Regions from separate parts of the Zea mays genome. Here region 2 is linked to region 1. The links are chromatin contacts, called in public Hi-C maps. All regions are on one chromosome and are shown on one strand. Each heading gives the region's core, a stretch centred on a gene start, on an enhancer-like site or on the middle of the called end of the contact. The rest is flanking DNA. Distances are from core to core; before and after follow the strand shown.

Region 1 (4,886 bases), core at 1,631-4,130:
TACCAATTGATAGTCGCCTAGAGGGGGGGTGAATAGGGCGAAACTGAAATTTACAAAAATAATCACAACTACAAGCCGGGGTTAGCGTTAGTAATAATAAATGAGTTCGCAAGAGAGGGAGCAAAACAAATCGCAATCAAATAAAGAGAGTGACACGTGGATTTGTTTTACCGAGGTTCGGTTCTTGCAAACCTACTCCCCGTTGAGGAGGCCACAAAGGCCGGGTCTCTTTCAACCCTTCCCTCTCTCAAACGGTCCCTCGGACCGAGTGAGCTTTCCTTCTTCTCAATCAACCGGGAACAAAACTTCCCCGCAAGGGCCACCACACAATCGGTGCCTCTTGCCTCGGTTACAATTGAGTGTTGATCACAAGAGCAAAAGAGAAAGAAAGAATGCGATCCAAGCGCAAGAGCTCAAAAGAACACGGCAAATCTCTCTCGCTAGTCACTAAATGCTTGAGTGGAATTGGAGAGGATTTGATCTCTTTGTATGTGTCTAGAATTGAATGCCTAGCTCTTGTAAGTGGTTAGAAGTTGGAAAACTTGGATGGCAATGAATGTGGGGTGGTTGGGGTATTTATAGCCCCAACCACCAAATGTGGCCGTTGGGGAGCCAGTCTGCTCGATGGCGCACCGGACAGTCCGGTGCACACCGGACATGTCCGGTGCCCCTGCCACGTCATCAGTGCCGTTGGAATCTGACCGTTGGAGTTCTGACTTGTGGGCCACCCTTGATGTCCGGTGGCGCACCGGACAGCTCCTGTTCATTGTCCGGTGCGCCAGTATGGGCAAACCTGACGTCTGCGCGCGCTGCGGCGCATTTAATGCCTCTGCAGGTAGCCGTTGGCGCGGGATAGCCGTTGCGCTGGAGTCACACCGGACAGTCCGGTGCACACCGGACATGTCCGGTGAATTATAGCGGACGAGCCGTCGGCTTTTCCCGAAGCTGAAGAGTTCCTGAGGCCGCTTCTCCATGGCGCACCGGACACTGTCCGGTGTACACCGGACAGTCCGGTGAATTATAGCGCGAGAGCCCCTGGAAATTCCCGAAGGTGGCGAGTTCGAGCTGGAGTCCCCTGGTGCACCGGACACTGTCCGGTGGTGCACCGGACACTGTCCGGTGGCACACCGGACAGTCCGGTGCGCCCAGACCAGAGGGCCTACGGTTGGCTCTTTGCCCTTTTGTTGAACCCAACACTTGGTCATTTTATTGGCTATGTTGTGAACCTTTGACACCTGTATAACTTATACACTAGAACAAACTAGTTAGTCCAAAGATTTGTGTTGGGCAATTCAACCACCAAAATTATATAGGAACTAGGTGTAAGCCTAATTCCCTTTCAGCATGGCTGCTTCTGGGGGAAACAACAATGAGCACACGCCCACGACGCCGCAGGCTATGGATGTCCTCGTGCGCCGCCTCTGACCCACCGCACCTTGTAGCTGCCGGCGACCACACCCTCCTCGGCGAAGGCCTTCGGTTCTCGACGTAGACCCGCTCCACGAATGTGCGCGTCGCCGCCTGCAACCTTCCGACGAAAGAGCCGATCTAGGACGCCATCCGACCCTGGCACGCGCTCCCGCACCAACACCGATGGACCCGCAGCAGTCCACACCACCTCGCCCAAGCCGGACTACCCACCGCGGCGACTGCCTCCCCACTCAGAGATTTCACAGCAACCGCGAGCGCTGCCTGTCCCTTCCACCTTGGCGTCGCTGCCCTCCTTGTCCTCCTCGGGCTCAACACGGGCGGGGAGCGAGGGTGGCACGGAGGTGGATTGGAGCCGCGAAGGCCATCGTCACGCGGGCCTCATCGACGTCCTCGTCATCGGGCTTAGCGTGGGTGGGAAGCGGGGGCGGCGCGGAGGCGGATCGGAGCCGTGGAGGGTTGGGGACTTGCGGGGGAGAAAGAGGAGGCGTCGACGTGCTAGCAGTTGGGAGCATTGGGAGGTTAGGGATTGGGTACAACCGTGCGGGTGGGTCGCGTGATCGGACGACTGGTGGGATCAGACGGTTGAAAAGCATAATGATAAAATAGACGGTTGAGATTACATAACGGCAAAACGACAGGCTACTTTTACAGCCTTAATAAGTAGTAGAGATTTGAATATAGACATAAAAAATCAAGAGCTATTGTACAAGTAACAAGTAAATGTAGTAATATTGAATAACAGGATGGAATTAGGGATGACAATTGGACTGGTGGGTATGGATACCCATGGGTTTCGTACCCCGTGGACATGGATACGGGTTGGAAAACTCACCCGTGGATCCTATCGGGTCGGGTACCCGAAATACGTCGGGTAGGGTACGAATAGTATATTTTACCCATAGATATCCACTGGATACCTAAAATATTAATTCACAATTTTACATGTTGAGTTTTTGGCCCATGAAGCAAAGAAAAAAAAAGCCCAAAGCAGTGGACTCGCGGTTGGGCCGTCCCGTTCGTATTCTCCTGAGGCTCTGTTCGTTTAGTCCAGATTAGAGGCCAGAACCATTTCAACTTATCAAGCTAATACAAATTTGTGAACTATTTCAATCCGGAACCAATCCACTAAAGCATTCCGGAAGAATCGAACGGGCACTAAACCTAATGGTGTGTTTGGTTTGTGGAGTCATTCTATACTTCACGAGGTCATGCATTATAGGTTCATTCCATCAATTTTAATGAAATCAATCCACTCCTTATTTATATACTAATTATTAGCTTATGAGAAATATGGTGATAATGGATAACTCATTCTATTCCACGAACCAAAGTTCCCTAACCGGCTAACCCTAATTTCACGGCCGCCCACCCGCCAGCGCCCTGCGCCCAGCCGGCACCCTAAGTTCCCACTTCCCAGTTCCCACCCGCCAGCCGCCAACCGCCCAGCCCGCTGCCCCGCTCCCGCCCCGAGCTGCGCGGCTGCGCCCCCAAGCTGCGCGCCTGCGCCGTCCCCGAGGCCCGAGCTGTGCCTGCGTCGTCCGTCGTGGCCCGAGCTGCGCCTGCGCCGTCCCCGAGGCCCGAGCTGCGCGGCTGCGCCCCCGAGCTGCGCCGTCCGTCGGCCCCCACTCGTCGTTCCTCCCGTCGCGCGGCGCAGCGCTCACGCAAGGCCCTCGGACCAGCAGATCGACGGCTTCACCGCGGATCGACCAGCAGATCAACGCCGCCCTTCAGACCCTCAGGTACTCAGTAGTCAGTACTTAGTTAGAAGCCCAATGTCAACTCCACAAGACAGTAGCAGTCGTCGCAGTGGCATAGGAGCAGCTCCTGCTGATGCTGGTAGCTCTAGAGATCCCACTCCATCTGATGCAGCAACCCAAGGGACAAGGAATGATGTTGTTGAAATAGATGATGCTGCACAGGTTGGGTGTAAGAGGAAGTTGAAGTCTAAAGTATGGGAGGATTTTGTTAGAGTTACTGTATCAGCTCAAGATCAATATTTTTTTACTGGGTCCGACCCTGAATTGCAGGATTCAACTGTATCAGCTCAAGATCAATATTTTTTTAAATGAGTAAGCTTGCAAATATGTTCTCGGCTCTTTGTCTGGATGCTGAAAGCAATGAAGATGTTGGCCGAGCTGAAGTACCACAGGCGTCTTCCAGCACAGACAAAACTGCTGCAAGCAAACCTGGTTGGTGCTCTTTTAGCCCTTCCATCTTGAATGGAACTTGTGGATATATTAAGTAGTGTTCTTTCTTTATTCTCCATGGGAATTGCATTTCTGGTTCATTTATATCCCTGCAAGTTTAATTGGCTACACCTATTTGGTGGTCAAGATGAGTCTACAAGGACAATTAAATTGATGAGAAAATAGTACCGACCAGATTTTTGTCATTGCATGATGATTATATACTCTAATGTCTTGGTAATATGCAGCAATTTGCCAAGGTTATTGAGCCCTTCTTGTCTTTGTCCTGTTTTTTATTCGAAACAGAAAGTTCTACTCAGTAATTTAGGGGCCCAGTGCTAAAAGCAAATTTGACCCTGCATTTGAGGAACGCATTGCTGGCACCATTTTTTTTGGTGCTAGCACTATTGGGAAACCTGTTTTTACCTAAAGTTTTGAATTAGATTATTGTAGCAACGGAGAGACAATTAATATATTTTTGGTAGAAGAACCTCATTTTTTACTTTTGACAGCACGTATTATGTGTCATTGTTTATGACCACATGCTACTGTAGCTGTTCCAAATCTTCATTTTTTATCAAAAACATTGATTTAATTGGAAATTTCATTTTCTTTCCAGATAAAAATGAGCAGAATGACACAACTGCAGTAAACTATGAGGAGGCAGCACTTGTATCATCATCTAGTGATTACAGGATGCCTTTGGTGTGGATAGACTTGGAAATGACCGGTGAGTCTTTTCTAAACTTATACATTCTTTAATCTGAAAATCATCAGGGAATTCAGTTTCGGTGGTGCATTATTATTTACTTGTTTGTTTGTTTTCATAATATAATTTTAAATTACAATATAATTTTAAATTACAATATTATGTTCTGTAATAACTTTTAACAGCTCGTGTGTTGCATAGCATGGGTTTTCCATGATTTTTTTCGAAGAATTTGTCCATACTTTTCAGAACATACAAATTGTAGTGCCATTCATGGTTTCATATGATGTGCTTTTGCATAGTGAATATGGCCTGTCATAGATTTCTATTGCACAACTGGACAAATTCCAGACCGTGAGGGATTCAATTTTACATTTTTTGAGAAAACTTGTGTTGTCTATAAGAAGATCTACTTAAAGTGCAAAAAAAAAATCGGAATATTTCATAATGATTTCTGTGAATATGTTAATGCTGGAAAGAGTTGTTACATCTTAGAAATAATATTTTTTAATGTTTCCAGATTGTTTTGTGGATAGATAGTCAACTAAAAAATAGTTATT
Region 2 (5,154 bases), core at 2,423-4,922, 370 kb before region 1:
GAATCCCGCTCGCGATCATTTGGCGAGACTTCCTCCCCTCAAGCTTGCATGGTGAAGTCCTGGAAGTCGGTGTGGAAGGAACGACCGATGCTGCAGTGTTCTGAGAAGCAGAAAGGCTTGCGTCGGCAGTCTCCAAATCCTGGGGAAACTGACATGCAAAGAGGATTAGATTTGTCAGATCCTGAACGAGCAGGTCAAGAATCAAGATACTATAACAGTCTACTCAAATTATGTGATTCCTTGATTCAGAACTTCTAAAAACAGTTTCAGGGATTTAACATTGTCCTGCAAACGAACGTGAGAAACATAATAATTAAATAAAACGTTAGAATTGGCTCCTAATTCATCAAAGATGTGCACATGACAGAAAAAAAACAACATATTCCATAATACGCTTCAGATCAGAAGGTTAAGAAAGGAAAAAACTACTGACAGCAAATTTAAATATACTAAAACCATCACCTTCTTCATAAGTTTCTGCATGGTCAGAATTGACACTGATGGACTGCCATGCTGAGGATACCGACGTAGAGCATTGTTCATTTTACATATGTAGCTCCAGATGCCCTTGGAAAAAGCTAGCTTTGCCATCTCTATATTCATTCCATTGTCCTCATGATGCAGCACCGTGATTTGGCATGCATCCCTGCCTGGGACTGTATATATAGAAATGAAAAGAATATATAAACATATGTATCCCAAAGGATTTACACATGAAAGACTGAATTATGATAATATTTCATCCAATAAAATAAAAGCAAGACTGAAATGCCAGTTCAAAGTTTAAAATTGCATCAAAGTGGCAAAAGACATCCTGTTGCATTCAATATAAGCAGGGGTTTGCCTTTGACCTAAAAAAGTGGCAACATAACTGATACAGAAAAGGAACAATTTACACTGACAACAAAAGGAAATAGAAGAGACTAATACTACGGCCCTGTTTGGCACAGCTTATTTTCAGCTTATTCACAAATTTAAGTCGAAGTTCTGCCAAACAGACAGCTTCCGCAGCAGCTTATCAGTTCAGCTGCTTCTCAAAATGAACTAAAAGCAGCCAATAAGCAGAAGCTGCTTTTTACCAGCTTATCAGATAAGCTGCTTTTTCAACAAGCAGCAGCTGTGCCAAACAGGGCCTACATCATCAAATTTCAGTCTGCCCGACACTTTCTGTTTTTTTCTTAAAAAGCTCAATACGCGCGATGAAACAAAAACAAGATTAAGCTTAGTACAATACCAAAATAAAAGTGCTTACACAAAATTTCAAATATCACTTACTTTTCCTAATACACCATCCTGATCTTAGAAGTTGCACTCTAACAAACTTTCTCTGTCGTGCCGCAAGAGGGTGTTCACATTCCTGTCAGGATTAACAATTTACAAAAAGCAAATTAAAAAAAATGCAAATCTGGTAGGGAGTGCAAAGGAGAATCAGATTTCACCATCAGCACCACCATGTACGACACATATAGGGTAACCCAAGCATGAAATAAGCCTGCCAGCTTAGCTCATTTTGGGTAATGTTAATCACACAATGAAAAAAGAGGATATACATCAGTTGATTTTTTTTTGCGATAGCTATGAAGATATTGCAGTCAAATACAGCAGTTATGATTTCATTCACTTCATTCTGCATCAGCTCAAAAACTGCTATGACCTCATGACTGACATGGGATTTTCTTTCTTTTTTTTCATTTGGAGAACATTTGAAGCAGCTGATGCTATGGCCATGGAAGTTGCACATGAAAATATACCAAATATTCCAGTCAAGATTAACAGCTTACGCAAGGCAAACCAAAAAAACAGAAAGCTGGTAGAGAGTGGAAAGTAGGATCAGATGTCATCACCATGACACCATGTACGACACATAGGGTAACCCAAACATGAAATAAGCCTGCCAGCTTAGCTCATTTCCAGTAATGTTATGCTTATAATGAGAGCAAATAGGATGTACATCAGTTGAAAAGTTTTTCGGCAATAGCTAATTAGCTATGAGGATTATAGATTACAGTCCAATGCAGCAGTTATGGTTTCATACTTTCATTCACTTCATTTTGCATCAGATCCAGAAACTATTATGACCTCATGACTGACATAAGATTTTTCTTTTTCTTTTTCATTTGGAGAACATTTGAAACAGCTGATGCTAAGGCCACGGAAGTTTCACATGAAAATATGACAAACATTAGAGGGAGATAGCTGTATATGGATTTCTTTCTGGTGAAAAGATATGATACCTCTTATGCACAGTAGTATGTAAAGTTAAATGAAGGAAGGGTAACCTTGATAAAGCAATAGAAAGACTTGTCGTTTGCTTCCCAGACTCGCCATGCCAATATGTACTCTCTTGGTGTTAGAAGTGGAAACTTCTTAATTGTTCGCCCTACCTCCACCCCACTGTTCTCGTCATACTGCAGCTGCTCATGTTTTTTGACAGTGTTATCCCACTCCATTCTGTACTCATTATCCATGTAGAAGTCCCTCAGCTGCTCTGCCGAGCATCTCTCGTATGTTGTAATACTCAGATATTTAGGAGGGCCAGCCTGCAAGAATAAAAGTATCACCCAAAATGAGATACCATGACTGTATGAATTATTTGTCATTGACATTGAGTGGCAAAAGAATGGATAAAACAGGAGACCAGATGTCATAGAAATATCATAAGAGCACAACAACAACAACAAGCATTTAATCCTGGCAAACTCTTGCCGACAGGTCATAGACTATAGTAAGAGCACAGCAGCAACAACAAACATTTAATCATGGCAAACTCTTAATAAGAATCCAGAAACATCCCGTGACCTCTAGCAAATTTGAGCAGACATAAGCACATGATTACCAGAATCTCATGAACCAACTGAAAACAGTTCCAGCATATATGGAGCGCACCGAACCAGAATCTCATGATCCAACTGGGGTTATCTAATTGCTCGGAACGAGCTTTCACAGAGCATATTGTATTCTCAGAACGAGGCGAGAGGGAGATGAAGCCATACCGTGGGCTTGTCGCACCAGGCCTTGTAGGAGACGTCGTCGCTGCTCTTGGAGATGACGTGCTCCCAGCCCTCCCTCTCTGGTTCGTGCGCGCCCAAGCCCAGACTGCCTACCAGCTGCCTCAGATCGCCCTCCGTCACTAATCCCTCTATTCTGTCACCAACCAAAGGGAAGACACAGTACAATCAGCCCGCCGCGCCCAGTTCACACGCATTTTTCGATCGGAAAACCCACGGCCGCGAAGGCAATACGGGGAGGTGGGACCAACCCTGAGGCGGAAGCGGAACCAGGGGGCGTGGAGGCAGGCGCGGGTGCCACGGCGGCCTCCGGATGGGCGTTTCGGCCTCCGCCGCGGAGGCGGCGGCGGAGGCGGACGAGGAGGACTGCGAGGTGAGAGGCAAGGAGGAGGAGGAGCACGGCGGCCGTGGCCCAGCCGCCCCCGCGCGCGGCGGCAACGGGCCGCCAGAGATCGGTGCTGCCAAGCAGCTGCGACGGTGCCATGGTGCGTCTCGTCGTCCGGCGACCCGGTCCGCGTCTCTGTGTACCTCCGCACGAGCCGCTCGCTCACCCGTCCGGGTTGGGCTCGTTGGCTTTGTTGCGGTGTGGCCGCGGCTTTGCGCTTTCCGTGATGGGGGAGAAACCCAGAAAAAGGTGCAAGGGGAACTGAGATCCGCGAAAACTAGGGCATCAGTTGATTGCAACGGGTTTTAAAAAATTTAGCTAAACAAAAACAAGTAAAGTAATATTAAGGTCTCTTTGGCAGCGTTTCTATGAAACGACTTCTACTCTATCTTTCTTTTTCTTAACGAAACAATATCAAACGATGTTTTTTTTTAAAATAGCTTTGTCTCAAAAACACTTCCCCCATTTTTAATAGAACCGTAAAGCCAAAAATACTAGCTCAACTAGCTTTCGTTTCTATTTTACCACTAAAATGTATTTATTCTCCACATAAGGCCTAGTTTGGGAATCCTGTTTTCCCACGGGATTTTTATTTTCCAAAGAAAATTAGTTTATTTTTCTTTGGAAAAATAGGAATTCCTTGGAAAAATATAGTTCCTAAACCAGTCCTAAATCTTATTTCAAATTCCACACCGCACACGACTGCAAACTTTTCAAGGAGCTCCTTGTCCTTGTCTTCAGTTTGCTTGACTCTTACGACCGCTAGAGACAAAGATACACTCTAGCTACGGGTGCAAATGCATCCAAAAATACAAAATCTATAGAATTGGTTAAAAGTTACCTAAAAATAAATTCTTATGCATCCACAAGGCCAATGCACCACTCTCAAAATTGCTCTAGTTTCGCCACTAACGACAGCAAGTGTTCCTCTCTCGTGTGCCACCACTGGCTAGCCATAAAGGTCGCCTCCCGCATTCACCTCGCGCATGACGCTAGGGCAACAAGCCACCTAGGCGAGACCTTCACATCACGCTTGACGCTAGGACCATCCACGAGCTTAAGGCGGGTCATGGCCAACCATAGAGGCACGCACGTCCAACGAAGAGCCATGGATTTGATAGGGGTTTTCAAAAACCCATCTAGAAGTTGTTTTGTTAAATGTTTTTAATAGATTTGGCTCCTTCGAAAGAGCTTATTTGACAAGAAACTAGAGACAAAGCCATTTTTAAAAGTAAAAACCCTACCAAAGGGGATCTAACTTGTCAAAGCTATATTAGAATGTTATGTGGATAACATGTCATGTATATTATTTAGAGTGTGTTTGGTTTAACTTTCTGACCATATTCACTTTAAAAAATCTAGAATCTCGATCAAACGAGTACAACAACATAATAGATTTTTGAAAATCTACAAATTTGTCTAGTTCAATTCTGAATCATCTTCTATCCCAAAGTTTTTAGATAGGAACGTATGTTGCGCACATGATCTATTCGGGCACATATGCACAAATTAAATCTAGACCTTTCGCCCAACTCACTACTACTGCTGCAGGGAGAAGCGAGCCAGGGAGAGGCCACCGGACGCGCCCACTGCTGCAACGATGGAGGAGTTGCATGTGCACGTCGGATAGCTGGGGTGACCGAGGCCACTGTAGTCGAGCGTGAGGAGGGCAGCGGGGCATGGGGAAGGATACTGCTGGACATGTAGAGGACCCCGGTGTCGGAAAAGCTCGAAGTCACTAGGTAGAGTAGCGGGAAAGGA

Evidence for each region. Hi-C and Micro-C count contacts between places; a contact is called where the count stands out from the background.
Region 2: a contact with region 1 is called in a Hi-C map of ear, with 2.1 times the contacts expected there. The contact joins the promoter of LOC100284809 here to the promoter of LOC100192839 in region 1. A contact is called at or near these places in 2 of 25 Hi-C or Micro-C datasets (ear and tassel).

What each region holds. Positions count from the first base shown.
Region 1 is chr5:162,736,172-162,741,057 of Zm-B73-REFERENCE-NAM-5.0, reverse strand. It overlaps LOC100192839, which reads left to right and starts at 2,880. Exons shown (of 9, transcript NM_001138030.1): 1 at 2,880-3,170; 2 at 3,459-3,620; 3 at 4,237-4,347. The coding sequence starts at 3,497.
Region 2 is chr5:163,109,355-163,114,508 of Zm-B73-REFERENCE-NAM-5.0, reverse strand. It overlaps LOC100284809 (membrane related protein-like), which reads right to left and starts at 3,672. Exons shown (of 6, transcript NM_001157704.2): 1 at 3,260-3,672; 2 at 2,994-3,144; 3 at 2,280-2,540; 4 at 1,276-1,357; 5 at 463-656; 6 at 1-148. The coding sequence starts at 3,492.